Regions from separate parts of the Zea mays genome. Here region 2 is linked to region 1. The links are chromatin contacts, called in public Hi-C maps. All regions are on one chromosome and are shown on one strand. Each heading gives the region's core, a stretch centred on a gene start, on an enhancer-like site or on the middle of the called end of the contact. The rest is flanking DNA. Distances are from core to core; before and after follow the strand shown. Region 1 holds the start of LOC100216563 (Ypt/Rab-GAP domain of gyp1p superfamily protein). Region 2 holds the start of LOC100284160 (mediator complex subunit 10 CG5057-PA).

Region 1 (7,589 bases), core at 1,455-3,954:
AGGAAAGGAGATACTTATCCTTTGCAAGAATTCAGCCAACATGGAAATTTTCTTAGTGACCTTAGGTTTTTATTCCTGTAGTTTCGTATCACAAGATGTAAAATTCTTTCCCCGAGGCTATTTGAGGTCGATGTTGGACTCCAAAGCTCCAAGTCACATGACTTGATCACTCTTGCCATATCTTGAGCTTCAACACCTTTCAATGGCCACTAAAAACATTTCCAAACATAGGAGTGACCCAAACTCCAAATCGCAATGTACTTAACTCTTTGGGCCCTTTCATGTTCTGACTTTGATACTTCTACTCTTTGTTGTGACCATGACTCCACTTGAGCTAGTATCTTGAGCCTTATGACTTAAACCATAAACCATATGAATTACCTCGTTGGCTTTAAATCATGTCCATATGTTGTGTTCTTCAATGTACCATGTCTCTTCTCAACTCGATTAACCTTAACCGCTTGCAAGAACCTCTTCTTCTCCTTGGCTTTAGGCACCTCAATCCTCTTGTCCTTCTTCCTTGCTTTTAGTACCTCGAAGTCCTTCTTGCCTCCGCCCTTAGTTCAATGAACTGTCTCATGCACATTGAGACACACTTAGTCAATGTCCATCCTTTTCTTTGACTTGCTTATAAGCACCATCACAATCACCTTGTGTTGAACCTTTGAAGCTTTTCACTAAGTTTCTGTTCAACACTCAACACCTTAGTTAGTCTTTTAATTATGTTCTCACCCAAAACACCAAAATCCACATGGGACCTTTCAATATCTCCTTTTTGGTGACAGATGACAACACGATTAAAGGTTATAAAAGAATAGATTTAAAGCACAATTTTGAATCATATGATATAGAATGATCTCCCTAAATATGTACTTTCTTAGAACGACCAATTCATGCGTTATGGACTATTATCTTGACTATTAAAGTGTTGGAACTCGCTAACTCGCGGTCAGCCAAGCTCAAACAGTGGGAGAATAGGAAACAATTTGATGTTGTTTAACACAGAGTATTAGAGCAACAATGTTTTTTCGGTCCCTCACAATGGTGTTGTATGGGGGTATTTATAGGTAACCGAGGGTCGGCCCTGCCCCATCAAAGACGATTGTACCCTCGGTTACCTACGTTATCCCTGAAATATTCTCCCTTGGGGGTTACAGCTGGTCATTACAACGTAATTAATTACAAGCACGGGCTGATCCACTAACAACCCTACCCGCGTGGCGGCCTGCAAGCTAGATCTCACAGTGTGTGCCGACTATACATGGCCTCCTATTACAATTGACGGTAGATCGCATCACGAGGTCTTCGCAGTCTAGATTCTTTGCCAATGGAATGCTCGATGGTCTTCACTCTGGCCCGTTCTGGCGAAAGGAGCGCTCGAGTCTTCGCCCGAACTCTTTGTGCACTTCGAAGCTTGATCGCTCTTTAGGCCTTCGCGCTCTCGAGTCCTTAACGCTTCGATATTGTGATTTTTCGGGCGATGGGGCGTTGAGCTTTAGCCTCAACATAAAGCTTACTATAAGTTGTGCATGCGTTATGGACTATTATCTGGTCGTTTCAGCGTGACGTTTTAGAACCATGTCGCCTCAAGAAGCGGACGACCAGACCAGTTCAAAACGTCGTAGAAGTTTTTCGTATTTTTTCCCCAAAAGCAACAGGTTTTCGGGTTGTGTGGCGCACATCCGAGGCATTGACAAGATGTGATTTTCCACGAGCTAAATGTGTCGTCTAGGAAGTCAATCTGTCCCGTTTACGCCCATACCTTTGGTAGTAACCTCACACTTTAGGTGTGTTTGATTTTTAGGGACTAATTTTTAGTCCCATATTTTATTCCATTTTAGTTCTAAAATTGCCAAATATAGAAACTAAAATTTTATTTTAGTTTCTATATTTAGCAATATATAGACTAAAATAGAATAAAATGATGGGACTAAAGATTAGTCCCTAGAAACCAAACACCCCCTTTGTCTACCTACGCTGTGTGTAGAAATGGTAAAAAATATATCTCCTTTCTTGGATAATATAATAGGTGAAGATAATATAATAAGGCGGGTAATAAGTAAATGCCTAGGGATCGTACGAATTTTCCTGGTATTTTTTCCTAGCACGAAAAAAAATCGGAATCAGAAAAGTGCTGTTTGTTTCACGAAATGTAACGTAAAGGGTAATGGTAATGGTTTACACTCGATTACTGGCGGTAACAAGTTTGAATAGTCCGGTATCAATTTTTAGTATGATATCTGGTTACGGTTGGACTAAAACAAACATGATTTAACGTTATCACTTACCCATTACGTTACAAATATGTGAACCAAACGGTACCAGTTGCCTGTAGAAAAAAAAATCGCTTGTGTAGTCGTTGCACTTGCACAGAAGGTCACGAAAAATTATCACTAAAACTTCACCAAAAGTTGTCCTTGAAAGCCGTATAAAATTTCAGGAACGCAGTATTAAATGCTGGATGGAACATTGAGTGCCCTACAAATGCAAAGACACCCCGGCCGGGACGGGGCAGGTCTATCATCAATTACCCTCGTCACTGGCCTGTGGGACCCGCGGCGACAACGCCAAGAAAGACCCCACATGGCAGGTCCGAACAGGGGCCCTTCAAACGCGCACGGCACTCTCTCTCCGTTCCTTGTGGCTCGGCTGGGGTCTTAATTGGCGTCACATGCTCCCTCCCTACACTTTCTCCCCTGTGTCCCGTTGCTAAAAGCTTAAAGAGAAAAACCAAATCGGACAGTACTGTGGCCCAGCAGCGCGCGCGGGGGGCGTACGCCGGCGGCGAGATCCTGCGGTGGCGGGGGGATGGCGGCAAGGAGGCGGGGCCCGGCGGAGTGGTGGCGCTAGCGGAGTGCAGCTGCTGGGTGGGTGTGTGAGGGGTTTCGGGGTAGTTGGGTGACAAGGACATGAAGGCGCTGCGGCGATCCAGCACCTCGTCCTCCCCGTCGTCCTCCTCCTCGCCGACGGCCGCGTCCTCCCCGCCGTCCTCATCGTGGATCCACATCCGGTCGCTCCTCGTCGCCGCCGCGTCCTCGTCCTCATCCTCGTCGTCCTCCGCGCCGGCTGCGTCGGGGAGCGCGGTGGCTGTGGTGTCGGCTGCGGCCGCCGCCCCGTCTTCTTCCTCGCCGGCGTCGTCCTCGCCGCACTCGGATCGGTGGGTTTCTCCCTTCGGATGGGCGAAAGGAGGCTCCATTAGGGCTTGAAATGCCTCTCATATTCGGTTCTTGTTACATGAGCTTCATTTGGCTGCTGCTGATCTGGTTCCGATCCGTGGACCCTGACCGAGCTTGCTGTGTTGTAATCTGTGGTCTGGATGCAGCCTAGGTACTCAATTACTCAAATTAGGGTGTTCTATGTGCTCTTGGTGTAGTAATGATTTAGGTGACAGGATAGAGTAGAGGTTTACGTGGATGGATGGCTCTATGGCTCAGTGCACTTCCACGCATGTGCGAATCCACTGTCTCATCAATCGGTTGCCAAGGCCATAAACTAGTAACTTGAGTGTGTTTATCTTCAGTTTCAGTTGTGTCCTTAGTGACATGATGCTTCCCTTATGTGTTTCCGAATCTAATTAGGGTCTATGTGGCTTTACTTCTCGATCAGTGACACCTCTAGGGAGTAAGATCACGGCTTACGCAGTCTTCTGAAGCATTAGTTCGTATTGTTAGACTTGCATATTCTATTTGGTTGTTTATGTCTAACCTGTTTCAAGTAGTTCATCCAGGGACAATAAGACTGTCACAAGCAGTTGCCCAGTTATTTACAAGCAACCAGACAAAAGTGTTTCTGTGTTAAGTTCATTTGATAAACTAATCAACCTATTCTGTGAATTCTTTCTTTTTGTAACTCAGTCTATTTCTTGTACATGCTGTATTGAGTTTACTACTGTATGTTCAAATCTTGTTTAAGGTGTCATAATGAGGACTTGAACTTTAGATAGACCAATGGATGCAGTATGTGCATCACGTAACACTAAAGCATGTTACTGCACATTTATCTCTCAGTTGATATGCTGACACTATTGTTATTGGTCTATATGACTGGTTATGCCATCTGCTAAAATTATGCCCTTATGTTACAGGGGTGGTATTAAATCTCCATGGTCCCGAAGGAAAAGAAAACGAGCACTTTCTCGTGAACAGTGGGAGAGTCTGTTTTCAGCAAATGGGAAGCTTCGTGATGGTGGGAAGAAGTTTCTCAAGAAAGTTCGCAGCGGTGTAAGTACTGTGTTTATTCATTTTCCATCCGTATCATCCAGATATAGATTGAATCACGGTTGGCTATGCATTTTATGTAGTTAAAATGTTAAATACACAATCATGTCAATATCTCTTCTATTACTGACATAAATGCCCCTCTTTTTCTGTACCAGGGCATTGAGCCAAGCATTAGGAGTGAAGTTTGGCCCTTCTTACTAGGAGTGTAAGTTACTTGATATCTTTTACCCATCCTGTAAATTTATAACTGCTAGTTTTTTGTGCAAGTATAATATTATATTACACATATGCATGCCGTTATTGGCCTAGTGTCAATTCCCTCGTTTTTTCCCTTTTAAATTTGAATCTAGGTTGATTAATAACTGCTTTCTATGAATCAGTATCAGTTCAGTCTTTATGAGCCTCAATGCACTACTGGTAATGCCAAACTAGCTGTATAAGTGGTATTTACTAATTGTTTTTAACTAAGTTAAACTTGAACTCTGTATACATAAATTTCTTGGTGATAAGTACTTGTTTGTGTGGCAGGTTTTTCTTTTTAGAAACCCTTAACTGTTTAAAGCTGACAGTTAAATACTATCCTTTTGAGAAATATAACTTAGGGCTTGTTCGGTTAGGGGTGGATTGATTGGGATTGGAGGGGATTAAATCCCTTCCTATTAAATTTTGAATAGGGATTTAATCCCACTCAATCCCCTCCAATCCCCGTGCAACCGAACAGGTGAACAGGGCCTTAAATGTAATGCCACTAAATGTATGCTTACAGTTCTCTCACGGGATGTTTTGCTGTGTCTTATGGGTTCGTAACGACAGCTAGTGATTAGTGGTCGATGTGTGAGACTTTGGTGGTTAACACTCAAGACACAAGGGAGTTTATCTTGTTTGGGCATGGAGCTCTGTCCAGCAGAGAGTTGTTTCGTGTTAGAATGCTTGAGAGAGATTACAACAGGGGCAGGAGAAAGAGATGTTCTAAGGATCTAAGGTTTGACCATTGGGTCAATGATTTGACTGGCCGGTCTCCTTCTAAGGGCTCCCTTGGCCGTCCTTGTATCTCTGGAGGGCAAAGGGCGTACAAGAATTGGAGTTTCGCAGCTTCCTTGAACCTTTGAGCTGTCGAAGGTGTTGCTGCGCGTGGTCGTGGCCGAGAAGGTGTTAACTGCTGGTGGCAGCTTTTGCAGATGGCAGAGGCATGGTTTGTGCCCCTGCTTAGGTGTCAGGTTTCTGCTGTGTGGCAGGAACCTATCGGAGGGGAGGGGATGAGGCCTCCTGATGGATGTAGCTCCTCGAGCCCCTGGCCAGACAGGGGGTTAATTATGTCATGATGCTGCTAAGGGATTTACATAACCCCAGTGTTAGATATTCATCACTGTGCATGTGCACATGCAGCTGGTATTCGTATGTATGGCTTTGCCTACAGTGGTTGCTGCTGCATCTGTTATTCTTATCTCTGTCACTGGAAAGTTAGGAATTTTGCAGGTTTATTAGGAAGATGGACTATTTAGTATTAACTACTAAAACAGAGTATAGGGGCATTCAGTTGTATTTGTTTTTGGGAGAATCCCAAATTGCACCTTCAGAATTTTCTTGTTTTTTCAATTTACCGCCTGCGGTATGAAACCACATACTTTAGGACCCTCAATTATCAAAACCGTCTACTTTAAACCCTATCCCTGAAACCCCAGCGGTGTTTGGTGATATGGTGATGGTTTTAACATGCAAGTACTCTGTCAGCTGTTCGTTCAGCAGTAAAATAATAAAAAAAGAAACTATGTAAACATGGCGCTGTAGCATTACCTTTGTAAAGGCCACTTCCAAGTTAATGAAAACCTTGGTGGACTCTGGGCTACAGAAGTATAGTTGAAAGTAAACAGTTTTGGTGTTTGAGGTTTTGTAAAATGTTGGGTTGTGTAGTGCATGGTTTAAATGAGAAGAATTTAAATGTCAGGTGTGTAATGTGGACCCCCCCCCCCCCCCCTCTTATTAATTGATATCGGAATTCAGACAAGCAATTAGTGTACTCTGGTTGCCTTATCTAGCATGAGTAATATATCTTGTAGGAATGTGACTTTTCAAGGTAGCCCTGATTTATGGCTGCTGCTGAAGGCTCTAACTTAAACGCATATACATTTAGTATTGTCAGCACAGTATGGTGTCAAGCCTGTTCATATTTGCCCATTTACCTGAAAGTAAAGTTTTGTTTACGTGCTTGCTAATTACTATGTTATGGTTGGCATACTTCTGTTCATGGAGATTGACCTTTCGTGTTTTATCTGCAGCTATGATTTGAATAGCTCTGAAGAGGAAAGGAACTCTGTTAAGATAAAGAAAAGGTAACATATTCACCATTTAGGCTTTTCTTTGGTGATAATTGGCACATGTTTATAAATCTGTTTGGGTATCTGGTTTATGCTGCAAGTGTTCATTTGGCTCGATGTACCATGTCCGTATTTCCATGAAGCAAGAGTGTGAGACTAAGAAATATCATGGAGCACTTGAGCAGAATCCATTGACTTTATCTGTTTAGTAATTTCAGAAGAGGTTAATATTGTAAGTTTGAAAGGAAAGTAAATGGAACTAGGCCATCCTATTGACATTCATGTACTGTTTGTTTCTTTATTTTTTTAATGATCTGTCTGCATTTTTTTAATTGGTATGAATTTGGTACAGGAAAGAGTATGAAAAGCTGAGGAGGCAGTGCCAACAAATTCTGAATGGCTACAAGGGAAATTCGTTGAAGGCAATAACTGAAGTTAATAATGAGGTGTGTTCTAGTTTAGAAGGTACTGCTGATGGATCAGAATCACCTTGTTTTGAAGATGCCAATGCTATACGTGCTCCTGTTTCACTCGAGGAGCTGAAGCCTGAACAGAATGAAGTTGACCAACCAGAGAACATTCCCTGTGCTGTTGTTGAATGTATTGAAGAAGATGCAGATGAGTTAGCTTATGCATATCCATGCATAGCAGAGTCAGAATCATCTGATTCTGAATCATCCGATGAGGATGACCCTGGAAGGATGTCCGTGTCTGGCGAGGAGAACTGTGATCCAGATCCTAAATTTATCAGGAGCACTTCATTCAAGGCAGATCTTTTTAGGTCTAGCAGAACCCCAGAGGACTTCGCCACATGGCAACGCATTATAAGGTTGGATGCCATCCGATCAAACAGTGAATGGATTATGTTCTCCGGCAACCAGGCTGAAGTTCCCAAGGAGAGAGCATTGCAGTCTGCAGCATCTGTTGGGTTGAAAGATTATGATCACTTAGAGCCCAGTATGATTTATCACGCGGCTCGATTAGTTGGGTTGCTTGAAGCATATGCGGTGTATGATCCAGAGATTGGCTACTGCCAAGGTATGAGTGATCTGTT
Region 2 (7,589 bases), core at 2,290-4,789, 150 kb after region 1:
AAAAATGAATTTTAAACTTGAAAATATCAAACATAATTTTATATGATAAGATGATTTTAAATAAAAAAAACATTGCCAACTATAAAGTTACATAATTTTTGAGACCTACAGCTTTCATATTGGTGATTTTCCATCCGAGACCGTATGAAAAATTCGAAATTTGAACTCAAATATAGTTTTACATGACTATATTATTTCAAATTAAAAGGTTGTCCAATATAAAGTTGCATAACTTTTTGAGTCCTTCAACTTTCATTTTGGTGATATTTCCATCCGAGACCGTTTGAAAATTCAAATTTTGAATTCAATTATAGTTTTGCATGACCATATGATTTCAATTAAAGAAGTTATCAACTATAAAGTCTTATAACTAAGACCCACAACTATCATTTTTGTGGTTTTTTCCATCCGAGATTATTTTACAAAATCGATTTTTTAAAAAATTTGGACATAGCTTCTGTTGACAAGATAACCTAAAATCAAAAGGTTGCAAACTACAAATCTATAACTTTTGTAGACCTAAAAGGCTTGTTTTGGTTTTTTGGTTATTTAATCATCCAACATGGTGGTTCTAACATTATTCACAAACCTTATACATTTGTCTTGTAGTTTCATAAACTACAAGAGTGATATATAAGTTTTGTGAACAAGATGAATTTTGACTTTTGGTTAAGGAAGAGGGTATTATTCAACAATCTAAATCTTTGCTTTTTATGACGTGTTAAGTGTGGGTGCAATTTATTTGGTGGATTTAGTGGAGGTTACGGGTGTGAGAGTGATTTGGTTGAGTGGATTTTGCAAGTTTAAACTAATAAATTATATAGTGGTATAGATATAGATATATTCCATCAATACTAGAGTTGCTTTAACAAATTCTTTTATGTTTGATGGAATTTACAAAAAAAATATAAATAGTCATATACGAAAATATAGTATAATTTACGGTATGCCAATGACGCCAGTTTTTATATTATAAATCTTGTTGTTTTTTCTATATAGATAAAATTTAACTTAAAAGTGACTTAAAAATAACTCTTGGAATCACGATATATGTACCGCGGTCAAAAGCTACATGCCCACCTGACGTCGCTTCACGACGTTTACGTCAGCCGTGTCGTCTGGGCGGCAGGCAGTCTCTCCGATCTCTCGTTCTCGCGCACCAGCACCACTCCGTTGGTTGCGCGTTCACCTCTCATGCAGTGCAGTGGCGTGACGTCCACACTCCACGTACAGGCAGCAGAGCAGGTGGCAAACCGAAGCATCTGGCTGGCGCGGGCCAGGTCACGGCGGAAGCGGACATGACATCGTGCGCGCGCGCGCGAGAAGCCCATTCGAGCCCGGCCACCAAGGAACGAGCCGATCTGCGTGTAGATTCTGCGCTATCCGGCACGGTGGCGATCGATCGATGCGACCGCAGCACGACCGGTAAAATTATTGTAACCACGGGCGGGCGCGCGCAAAAAGCCGCGGATCCGATCGGGTTGCGAGCGAAGTATCGACGCCCGAATCGCGCGCCTCGGTGCTCCCTGCGCCGGCCGGCCAGCGATCCTGCGTCGTAGAAGAAAGTAGTGGCGACTGGCGGTGGCGGGGGCGAGTGCGCGCTCGACGACGATCTCCGCTGCACTCCTGGCCAGACGCGACGGGACGATGGTGCCACGCGGTACGGTCGCGCCATCGTCTGTGCATCGTAACAATAATGGAGTTACTTTCGCCGGACTGGACTGATCTCGCGCGGATGATCAGTCGGCGCGGCGCCTCTGTCGTCGTTCTCGGTAGGTACGCAGCAAGCATGCAAAGCAGTGCGCTGCTGCAGGTAGCTCCACGGTTGCTTGAACGCTTTGTCATGGCCGGCCGGCACGTACCATTACCAAGCAAGCTGCCCATGCCACGGCGGACCACGCTAGCTAGCCCTAGCCTAGCTTAGCTTAGCTAGGGGAGGGAGGGAGGGAGGTCGCGGAGGTGTCCCCCCCCTGCACTGTTTCGTCGGCACGCACACGTACGACGAGTGAGACCGACGAGCACACCAATCACGTCGGTCGGCCGGGTCGTTGCGAGTCGGCGTCCGTCCGATGGGCGCCCTATTTTGGGCCGCTTGCCGATGACACGACGCGGGCCGGCCCTGTGGTACAGCCTGTACGACTGTACGAAGTGGCATGGCGGTCGGGTACGTGACCAGTAGCCCTGACTGCTGGTGACCAGTTCGTGCGTCGGGGTCGGCCGGGCCAGCAGAGCAGCCGAGGGATGGGGAGTGATGGACGTCTCTCAGCCAGCCTCCGGCACACTGACACGACACGAGCGGTGAAATCATGGCATGGGCTCACGTTATCGGGCTATCGCTCACGTGCTGGTGCCCGCTGGCGCATGGGCTTCACCTGGTTTTGTTAAGCTCAGGCAGGTAGGTACTCCTCAGATCGGATCAACCTGTCTCCCGCCCTCTCCTCACTTGTATGTATGTCTCTGCTGTAAAACCGATACGCGAGGATGATCTCAGTGCATGATCCTCAGTTTCTCCTCCACCACCGCAATCGTCAGGATTCAGGAGTCCGCTATCAAACCACAAAGATTTGTATAAGCCGCTACAAGTTCCAAAATAAATTCTTAGAGATAGAAAAATCAAAATAATTTTTTTTTAGATTTTGTCAAAACATCTACAAAAAGCTTAAAACAATGGCTTTAGCTACATAAAATTAGAAACATTCAAACTGACACCTAAACATGTATCAAAAACTTCTCATAATAAAAAGATAACACACAACCAACATGAATGCTTATATCATTAATGCATGTTACCTTCATGATGGTTGAATCTTATATTTTTGTAGTGTTTTTAAAAAACACATTTAGGCATCAATTATAATTATTTATTTTCCTTTAGATTTTTGGTTTTTTTTATTTCCCTAGGACTAAATTTAGCTGTTTGATTGTTTCAAGCTTCTAGACACATTTTCACTAGATCTAATTATTTTTATTAGGTTCACCATATCCTAGTATATTTTTATATACTTTTTCGAAACTTAGAAGGTCACATAAATTTTATGTGAATTAAAAAAATGTTAATTAATTTCCAGTTCTTTCATTAAATACGTTAAAACATGTTTAAAGGCGGTGCAAAATAAAAAATATGTAATATAAATGATTTTAACTTTAAAGAAATAAATATGTCAGTTTGTGAAGTTTGAGGAGAAAAAAAAATCAGATACAACAATAATTCAGTGAAATAAAATGTACTTTTTTCGTTAAGTAATGGAGTGAAACGTCGATGGCTGTAAGCTGGCCTTCATCGAAGTCGGCCGCCTCAGCCCAACATTCAACATTGACTCAAACTATGCAAGCCCGCTTTACCACTCACTAGGGGTAGAAAAATCAGCATCGGGCCGAATTTGCGCAGCTTCCCAAGTGATGTGGCCTCAAATCGGAAGAAAAGCAATTGAAAAAACTTTGGACAAGCAAGCCCATTAGCCAACTCATGATTTATGAATGGTTCGGCCCGGCCCGAACCTTCGACGGTGGCAAAATAGCAATTTTTTCCCTTTCTCTCCGACCTCCCCCCGTTTCAATCAAAATGGAAAAAAGTTTCCTCCCTTCCCCTCTCTTCTGAATCCGGCATCACCATGCAGAACACCGTCGCGAACCCTTCCACTGCGGCCGCCGCCGCTGCGGCAGGGAACGGCGGCGTCCAAGCATCGGGGGCTGGAGGGGAGCGGCCGGAGGACGCGTCGAAGCAGAACCTGGCGCAGGTGACGAGCTCCATCCAGAAGACGCTGGGCCTGCTCCACCAGCTCAACCTCACCGTCTCCTCCTTCAACTCTGCCTCCCAGCTCCCCCTCCTCCAGCGCCTGTGAGTTTCGCGAGATCATTCTATTCGGTTCCTCCCTGTCCTACGGCTTTGCCTCACGCTTCTCTCTCTCTCTGTGTGTGTGTGTGTGTGGTTGGGGGGGAGGGGGGGGGGGGGCTGTAAATTTTAGCACTTAGGGTTTGCGTTGCTATTGACTGTTGTCTGGGTCGTGGCTTAGGAATGCGCTTGTGGCGGAGCTCGACACGATGCAGAAACTCGCCGAGGGGTGCAACATCCAGGTGCCTATGGAGGTCGTCAAGTGAGGTCCTTGATTTCATAGCTTCATTCGTCATTCGGCCCATCTTTAGCTCTTGCCCTGTGGTTCGTGTGTTGTTAGTTTGATCGACGATGGGAAGAACCCCGACGAGTTCACTAGGGACGTGCTCAACAGCTGCATCGTCAAAAACCAGATCACCAAGGGCAAGACTGACGCTTTCAAGGTATGGATGCATTGGATCCTCTCAACCATTGCAGAGATTGGTTGACATGGAGCTGCAGCTTCTGGGTACAATTAGGATTATAGACACACGTTTGCATGCAATGTAGACAATTTTGAACTAGGAGTTAGCTGTGGAGCCACAAAACTGTTCTGCTGTCTTACTTTCCATTAATGACGATTCTTTAACTTGTTTTTGTTTTGTTACAAGTTACAATTCTTTACGCCGTCCTCACCGGTGGTGGTAAATGGGCGCGCAAAACTTTGTTTGGGAACTACACACTGTAGATAGAGTGGAGTTTGAAATAGGTGATGAGATAGACCCTCACTGGTGGGATAGCCTTAGAAGGGCAGGCCTAGTGCAGTGGTGACAGCTGTCTCATTGAGTCACCAGGTCGTGGTCGAAGTGGTCTCTTCGCATTTGCGGGTGGAAGGATTGACTCGTTTGTCCCTTGCCCAGACCCCAGTCATGTGGGAGCCTCCTGTACTGGGTCTACATTTTTTACAACCAACAATTCTTTGTCAATTAAGGAAGATTAGATTATTCCATGCTATTTGAAATCCATGTTTCTTGTAATGAGTAATGTGCATCACTAAGACTGCCTGTCTGCCTAAGTGTATTTTTGTTCTTCTCTGGAGTCATGCTCATGTAATTTAGTTGCTTGTGATATAAGAAATTACAAGTTTTAGGGAATACTGATATGTGTCCCTGTCATGGTTTCTTGGATTTTAGAAGCACAGGGCTTTCTTTATCTTATTTGTAGACGGGCCTTAGAACCACCTATTTGATCCCGCTGATTTTTTTTATGGTTTCCTGTCTCTCTTTTGCCTTCCGCGGAGAGAAGCAGTCTGTCAGTTGTTAAAAACCATAATCATTTTTTTACAGTTATCCAGCCTTTTTTCATGAATTCCTATAATTTTCTCTAATTAAATTTAGGTGAGGCATGCCTCAAAGTTTCTGTAGACAGTACTGCTCATGCTGTAGCTGGCACTGTATTAGCTTGGTTTACTAGTCACTGATTTAGATATATGGAAATTCTTATGGATACTGTGCAAGGCATATGTGGTTGCAAGGTCCTTGTTTGTTTAGCCTTATGGTTATCAGTCATACAAAGTACAAACATTTGTAGTTGATCAGAGAAGTTTCTGGTGATCACACGGGCACTGTTTTATGTGAACACTGCATAATATATATATATAACTAAATTAGCAACTCTATTTTTTCTGTGTTTGATCTTGGAGTTAATTCACTTTTGTTGCAGCTGATTATAAAAAATATGAATTTGTTTCTTTGTTTGTTGGTTATTTCAGGGCCTACGGAAGCATCTTCTTGAGGAGCTTGAACAAGCTTTCCCTGAGGACGTAGAAGCATACAGGGAGATACGTGCTACTTCTGCTGCTGTAAGTGGACACACGATTGATCTTGTCTGATATTTTTATAGCATCCAAACAATATATACTTTCCTGTTTATTGAGCCTAATAATTTTTTTGTCATTGTTGATAAAATGATATCTCTAGCTTAATTTAGGGACAAAACCAACCTATATATATGGCATGGCCAGCACCCATGACGGGATAAAAACCACCAAGATGGCATGTTGGAGTCTGTGCGAGCTAGGTCTAGATTATACATGAGAGGGACAAACACAAACTTAGAACTAGATTGATTGTTCTTGCTCGCCTTGAGTTATACTTATCCTCTCCTTACATAGAGAGGATTACTTGACTCTTGAGGAATAGGTTCAATGTACTACTAACAAATTTTATCTTATCTCTAACTTAACCCTAAACATGATGGAGGTGTGCTACAGCTCGTGGCCCAGCCCAAAGGGCTCAAATGGTTGTTGATAACATTATACACCTTTCATTACAAGCTGACTTTTTAAAAGCTATGTTTGACGTTTAATGCTTAATTTAGGGGTTTTTTGGTAGTGCCCCTAGCTCCAACTTCTCCCTAAGAATCATTTCTAGTCAGCCAATAAAAAACGAGCTGCTTCTTGCTAGAACTTAGTCAATAGGAAGGGGCTGCGATAAGCCAATAACCCAACAGGATGTAGGTGTTCTGCTTCGTGCCGTTGATAGATGGAGCAGCCCTGCACAAATTCCCTGACTCGTGCCACAATATGGGGTTTATAACCTCGCGGTCTGTGTAGCGCTTCTGCACTGCTTCATGCCCGCGGTCATGTGCCTCAGCCAGAATAGCCGACCACAATATTGATGTATCTGGAACAATAATCTTCCCTTTGAACAACAACAGATCATCCATCTCGGACTCTCGGTCCATCCTTTTGGTGTTGTACCACAACCATATTGACCCTTATTGTGGCTACTTATGAATTGTAATCATATTCAGTCCGCAATGTATCAAATAGTTCGAAGGTTGGAGGGCAACAATCGTTTTCATATAGACGATATCGTTTCCGACCGTTTTCATCCCGCCTACATATGAGCTTTGGAAAAGCAATATTCTTTTGGGATGTATTTTACTCCCTCTGTCCCAAAATAGTATTCGTTTTTGCTCTTGGTTTTATGTCTATATTCAAATGGATAATAGTGAATCTAGACACATGTGTAAACCACATACATAAAGTATTTTATGAATCCATTAATTCTCTAAAACAAACTTTAATTTGGGACAGAGGGAGTACCTCTTAGGATAATCTATTGATCTAATTCTCTAACTCATGTACAGTATGGTTCTTGATCTCATGTTACTTTATGAAGAGTTCAAGACTTTGATGAGCTAAATCAATTTGATCTGATAAATAAACCACTATGTATGGTAATCCTTGGGGCTTGGAGTATTTGGAAACAGAGAAATATGTGTGTTTTTTACGGAGCTCGACCCTGCCTTTCTACCTTAGAGGACGGATTCAAAGATGAGATGAGACTGTGGTTTTCTGCTGGAGCCAAGAACATGCACTCCCTTTTTGACCCTGATTAGAGAAAGGAAAGTCTTGTAGCCTCTTGGAAGGCTGGGGTGGTGGTGTGTCGTGTGACTGGTATTCGTCTGTGTTGTGTGTGTGTTTGGTGTGTGTGTGTTTTGTGTGAGGCTAGTGTTTTTTTAGTGTTGTGTTCTAATTGTCCCAGACCTTAGGCCTTTCCCCTCTACTTTAATATAATGATACGCATCCCTCCTGTTCGAGAAAAAAAAAGAAAAAAACCACTATGTATGTGTAATTTGTGAAATATATAGGGTGGAAATACAAAATTTAAAAGCTAAAAGCAAAATCACATTTAGACTTAAGAGCATGGGCAAGAAGACTAATGTCCCTTAAATGTTTGCTAGCATGGTTTTGATGTAGGCTGGGTGATAC

Evidence for each region. Hi-C and Micro-C count contacts between places; a contact is called where the count stands out from the background.
Region 2: a Hi-C map of ear shows a contact between it and region 1, with 2.6 times the contacts expected there. The contact joins the promoter of LOC100284160 here to the promoter of LOC100216563 in region 1. A contact is called at or near these places in 3 of 25 Hi-C or Micro-C datasets (ear, leaf and tassel) and 1 of 3 datasets of contacts at active chromatin or transcription factors (seedling).

Annotation. Positions count from the first base shown.
Region 1 is chr2:201,296,824-201,304,412 of Zm-B73-REFERENCE-NAM-5.0, forward strand. LOC100216563 (Ypt/Rab-GAP domain of gyp1p superfamily protein) reads left to right here and starts at 2,705. Exons shown (of 5, transcript NM_001399099.1): 1 at 2,705-3,157; 2 at 4,085-4,220; 3 at 4,376-4,425; 4 at 6,497-6,550; 5 at 6,888-7,589. The coding sequence starts at 2,910.
Region 2 is chr2:201,442,066-201,449,654 of Zm-B73-REFERENCE-NAM-5.0, forward strand. LOC100284160 (mediator complex subunit 10 CG5057-PA) reads left to right here and starts at 3,540. Exons shown (of 5, transcript NR_182039.1): 1 at 3,540-3,838; 2 at 4,014-4,074; 3 at 4,173-4,275; 4 at 5,583-5,672.